2 separate regions of the Macaca mulatta genome follow, and region 2 is linked to region 1. A link is a contact called in public Hi-C data. All regions are on one chromosome and are shown on one strand. The core of a region is the stretch at or near the end of the contact, and the rest is flanking DNA. Distances in the headings are between cores, read along the strand shown.

Region 1 (2,816 bases), core at 171-2,670:
GCTAAGAGTTAGATATATAGTAAACCCTCAAGAAAGCCTACAAAAATGTCCTTCTGTGCTTCAACCACAGCCTGCAAAAGTCATATTGCCTTGTGGGTCCGCTGCAGGGGTTCACCCCACCAGAGTATCCCAGATTCAACCCAGGAAACACAAGCAACTTCCAAAATCAAAGCCACAGACCTCCTTTGCAGCTCCCTAAAAATCTGCTTTCCCTAATTCAGACGCCAAGCTAACCTGGTACTTGGCTTATGACCACAGGACACGCTCCCAGTACAGGAGCCCAGGAACACCCGCCCACTTCACCTTAGACCCATGGATTCACATTTGCCCTGCAAGGTGCCGCAGGCTAATGAAGCCTGGGGCCCCATATGCGCGACAGTCATTGAATCTTTCGAGACTCTATTTCCAGGACAGGCAAACCCAGGGACTGGAAAGGTAACTCCCCTAGATTTCTAGGAACACACAAAGAGACGAGATCTGCATGAAGATTTATCATCTACATCAACCCACCGGCCCCCCACCTGCCCTCCTTGCAGGGCTGGGCTTGATCGGGGTGGGGAGGGGAAACTTGACTGTATCCTTAAAATGCCTCCACTCATCCAGCCTGCTTCCTTTGAAGCAACCGAAGTGGACGCGTCTGGTTAAATTTAAACTCAAGGCTCGTTAGAAATGACACATTTTACAGCTCAGCTCAGTTCACCTTCCGAGCGCCGAGCCCAGGCCGGGCACGGAGAGTTGCAGCCGCAGCAACACGCGGCCCGGGCTGTTCTTCCCCTGCCTGGGGCTCGAGCCATTTTCGGAAGTTCCCGGGGACCGCGGAGCGGCTCGCGCGCCCGGCCCCGGGTTGCAGGGGCCACGCCCGGCCCGACCCCCGGCGTCCCCGCAACGGCCGCTTCCCCCCGCGCCCGGCAGGGAATGGGCCTGGAGGAGAGTCTGCCAGGCGTCCTGACGAGGCCTCGGTGGCTTCACCCCGCCCCGGCGCACGCAGGGCCGCGCATCCCGGGGGACCCGCGCTCGGCCCGGGTAGCGGCGGAACCGCCGGGCCGGGCCCGGCCGGAGGGAGCCGCCCCGCGCCCGCGCCTCACCTGCTTTCTCGATCTTGCCGGACATTTCCGGGCTGCGCCGGAGGCCGAGGCCGCCGCTCATCGGGCCCGGGCCGGGCCGCCGCGGGGCGACAGGGGCGGCGCGCCCGCCGCTTGCCTCGGCCCTGGCTCGCCACGCCTCAGACCCGCGCCGGCATGGCGGGCTCCGCGCGGCCGCGGCCCTCCGCTCGGCGACCGCGCTCCAGCCCGCCCGGGCCCAGCCGCTCCCGCCGCGCCCGCCGCCGCCGCCGCTCCGCCTCTCGCGCGCCCGCCGCTGCTCCCCCGGCCCGCGAGCCGGCCGCAGCGCAGCGCCGCCGCCCGCCCGCCTGCCGGGCCTCGGCCGCGGCCACGGCCACAGCGCCACCTGCCGGGCGCCCGCCGCACCGCCACAGCGCCCCCTGTGGGCCCGGAGCCGCCCGAGCCTCCTGCTGCGACGCGCGAGACGCAGCGCCCCCTGCCGAGCCGGAGTCCCCACGCCGGGGCCTGAGGCCTGGGGCCTGGGGCCGACCCCACCTGGGACTCCGCATTCCTCTGCTGTGGGACTAGAGTCACCAGGTCCAGACCTGGGACTGACAGCTCCAACCCAGGGTCCTCGGTTGCCCAGAGCCTGGCCTGCCCCCTCACCAGAGACACAGAGACCTCTCCTGGGTCAGATCTTCCGCCTCAGGGCGTGGAACTGACACCCTCCCAACCCTAGCATCATCCCAGACCCAGCATCCCCTGTGGGCCAGAGGCTCCACGCCAGGGCCTGGAACTCACTCTCACCAGGACCCAACAAGCTCTGCTGGTTGGGAGCCTGTCCTGACACCCCCAAACCAGAGACGCAGCACTCCTTTTTGTTTGTTTGTTTTTTGTTTTTGAGACCGAGTCTCATTCTCTCGCCAGGCTGGAGTGCAGTGGCGCGATCTTGGCTCACTGCAACCTCTGCCTCCCGGGTTCAAGCGATTCTGCTGCCTCAGCCTCCCGAGTAGCTGGGATTACAGGCACATGCCACCATGCCCAGCTAATTTTTGTACTTTTAGTAGAAACGGGATTTTACCATGTTGGCCAGGCTGGTCTCAATCTCCTGACCTCGTGATCCACCCACCTCGGCCTCCCAAAGTGCTGGAATTACATATAGGTGTGAGCCACCGTGCCCTGCCCGCACCCCCTTCTTAACGGGAGACCCCACACCAGGGCCTGGGAGTGGCCTCATAGGACCTCCTGCCAGCCCAGAGGCTCCAAGCCAGGGAATGACTCCACTCTGGCATGAAAGCCCTCTGCTGGCCCAAGGTCCATGCCAAGGCGGAGGATTCATTCCTCACCCCAGCCCCTCACATGGGATTCAGCCACCCTGTCAGCGACAGCCACCTGTCCAGGGCTGGGGTCGGCCCCACTCAGGCCTAAATGTTCCCTGAGACCTAGAGCCCCCATGCTGACCTGGGCCCAACTCCCTCAGGGACACAGCACACCCTGCCTGCCCTGCTTATTTGACACCCAGATGGGCTCCCTGGGGCTCAGCTGTGGAACTTTTCTAGTGTGGAAATGAGTTCATTAAAAGTCGTGGCCGGGCACGGTGGCTCACGCCTGTAATCCCAGCACTTTGGGAGGCCGAGGCAGGTGGATCACGAGATCAGGAGATCAAGACCATCCTGGCCAACATGGCAAAACCCCATCTCTACTAAAAATACAAAAATTAGGTGGGCATGGTGGCACGCACCTGTAGTCCCAGCTACTTGGGAGGCTGAGGCAGGA
Region 2 (2,816 bases), core at 113-2,612, 130 kb before region 1:
CGGGGGGGCAGACACCCTACTTGGTACACCCTGGCTTGCCGCCCTCACCTAAGCCCTCACAGCAGGCTCCACGCAACACTTCAGTGTTTCACAGCAATTACCCAGGATGGCGCTGCAGGCCTGGGAGCTCACTCTGGGCCTTCCTGGGATGGCAGTGGGGTGAAGGGCTTGGCTTTCTGGGTTTTCCATCGCATCTCTGGAGGACGCTTGCACACAGCAAGGCTCCCTCGCTGGCTGGGAAGGTCCACAGAGAAGACAGCGAGCGGGATGCACTGGCTGAGCGGTAGGACGGCGTGCCGCCTTCAGGAAACCCTTGCATGACTGTTTCAGGGAGTGGCTCAATCTTTTGCAGGAGCCCAAATTCTCAGATCGGCCAGATGTTCGTTCCCAACACCCAGACACTGCCATGAGATTTGCTAAACACTTCCCGCTCACCTTGTCTTGCTGCCGCCTAGTTTAAGAGTCATGCTCCAGGCCAGCTCCTTCTGGAGTCTTGACACAGCCTCATTGGCGCCATGTAAAGTCACTCTGTGCTTACACGTGCCCTGCAATAACTAGCACCTGATTTACACACACACAAATGGCTTTTGTGTCATCACAAAATGTACTAAGTTGGAGAAGTGTCTTCCTAACCAACCACACGGTGTGTTTAGCGGGTTTTAATTCAACGAGGTGAGGGGCAGACTCCCACAGCGTGGTGCCTCTTCCGGGAGAGGGCACAGGGCAGCTGCTGACTGCACGGTCTCCAGTTGCCCCTCGTGGCATCTCTGCCTGTGTGCCCTAGTAGAAGTGACTGAACTTCTTGAGCCTTAGCTGAAGCTGTTCATCTTTAAAACGGGGATGAAAGCAGCCCCTCTCCCACAAGGTTTCTGCGGACGTTCCGTGAGACGCAGAGCGCTACAGGCAGGTCCTCCGCGTGCTGCTGGTGTGGGCGACCTCTCGGCCAGCAGCAGCTGTCTTCTCCTGCCCTCCAAACAATCCCAGGAACTGCTCGAAATAACAGCACTGGGGCATTCAGTAGGGACCTAATACGTATTTGCTGATACGTATTTTAGTAGGCACCTAATACATAGTCTAGGCACCGTATTATTAATTAAGATGCCTAGAATATTGCCTGACTCACAGCAGCGGCTCAGTTTTGAGCGTGGATGGGTAAGAGACAAACTTCACCCACTGCATGGGTTCAGGTCCAGACACTGGGGAGGGAGGCTCAGGGAAACGACCTGGGGTGTGGACTGCCAAGGAGGGGGCAGCTACCAAGGAGAAAGGAAGGAGAGTTGGCCTCTCTTGGACAAAGGGGCCTGGCCTGGCCTGCCCTGGCCCTCCATCTGCAGCTGTGAGCTCACACTCTGGTATTCAAGCTATGCAGTCATGCTGGGACAAGAGCCAAACTGGAAAGGTACCTTCACGGGGCAGGGAGACACAGGGAAAGCCTTCTGATCACCATGAAGCCCTTGCTGTGCCCCTTGGGCTCTGCAGATGCCAGCAGCTGCATCGGGGCTCATGGTCACACCATTTTCAACAGGCCCCCATCTCTACCGATTCTCCAGAGCAATACTTCCAGCCCCTTATGATCACACTTACCCACAGGGGCAGGGAGAAAGGCAGGGAGGGCCGTTCCACAGAAACGCCGCCTCACCACAGCCGGGGGTTTATTTTAGGATCTGGCTCGTGCCCGGCTTTGCTTCTGACGAGCTGCTGCTCTCTGTGTAGCAGGAACTTTTATTTATAGCCAGAATAAGACTGTTTGGGCTGAGGATTTTAGAACGGGAAGGGCTGCCTGTCTGAGACTTGCAAACTTCTGCAGAAGATCTAGGGGTGCCAGTTAGGAGAGGGGGTGTCTGGCCCCCAACGTCAGCCCTGGTCACACAGTCAGTCGAAACACAGCAGGGATTGCCTCACGAGGAAGAGAACAACTACTCCTACTGCATCTTCCTGCTGGGCAGATGAGGCGTTGCATGAATCATCTCAATTAACCTACACACAGTGCCTTACGGTTCTTATAACTGATGAAAATACTGAGGCTGGGAGAGGAGACCACGTGCCTAATAACACAGCTGGTAAGAGGTGGTGTGGGGATGGCTGATATCACAATCAGTTCGTGTTTTCTGAAATACTGAGTGTATCCCGGACATGAGACAGACCCTAACCATGCGATCCCATAGTTCTGCAGGGTACAGCCTCACCAACTCTGCAGAGAGTTCCTTAGCTGAGTGCTTTATGACGCCAGGCATGCAAAGCCCAGTGAGCTGAGACTTGATCCATAAGCCAGGATGCAGAGAGGGGTGCACTGGCCAGAGTGCGGCAGGACAGGCAGGGAAAAGGTGGAATCAGCAACCAGCTCCTTTGGAAACACAACCCTGAAAGGGAGTCAAAACGATGCTGGAGGCCGATGACCTCATATGCGAGCGTGTGGCCAATTCATTAAAAGGCAAAGCTGCCTGAAGCTGGCCAGGCAGCAGTTTTGTTTTTCTCACAAGTAAAATACTTAGAAAAGGCACCAGTTTTCAGTGACACCTTCTCTCTATTATAGTCCTGGCATGGAAAAAGGACTAGGGGTGGGTCCTGTGTTGCCTTAGCAAGAAAGTAGGAAAGATCTTTTTCTTCCTCTCTTTTTTTGAGACAGGGTCTCGCTCTGTCACCCAGGCTGGAGTGCAGTGGTACGGTCATGGCTCACTGTCACCTCGACCTCCTGGGCTCAACTGATTCTCCTGCGTTAGCCTCTCAAAAAGGGTGGACTATAGGCATGTGTCACCAGGTACAATTAATTTTTTGGATTTTGTAGAGATGGGGTCTTGCTGTGTTGCTCAGGCTGG

The links. A called contact is a pair of places that touch in the nucleus more often than the background predicts.
Region 2: a Hi-C map of cortical neurons shows a contact between it and region 1, with 4 times the contacts expected there. The contact joins the enhancer-like site here to the promoter of RAPGEF1 in region 1. A contact is called at or near these places in 4 of 14 Hi-C or Micro-C datasets (blood, cortical neurons, fetal cortex germinal zone and 1 more).

The regions. Positions count from the first base shown.
Region 1 is chr15:15,767,964-15,770,779 of T2T-MMU8v2.0, reverse strand. RAPGEF1 (Rap guanine nucleotide exchange factor 1) reads right to left here and starts at 1,420. Exons shown (of 24, transcript XM_077967461.1): 1 at 1,335-1,420; 2 at 1,086-1,246. The coding sequence starts at 1,146.
Region 2 is chr15:15,895,532-15,898,347 of T2T-MMU8v2.0, reverse strand. The region is part of intron 11 of RAPGEF1 (Rap guanine nucleotide exchange factor 1); the gene reads right to left. Among named protein-coding and RNA genes, the nearest start is that of UCK1, 86 kb to the left of the region's middle. Within about 2 kb of position 1,362, at least 16 of the 40 cell types and tissues checked have an H3K27ac peak or open chromatin away from gene starts, as enhancers often do. A contact at or near this core is called in cortical neurons, fetal cortex germinal zone and fetal cortical plate, where this site is marked.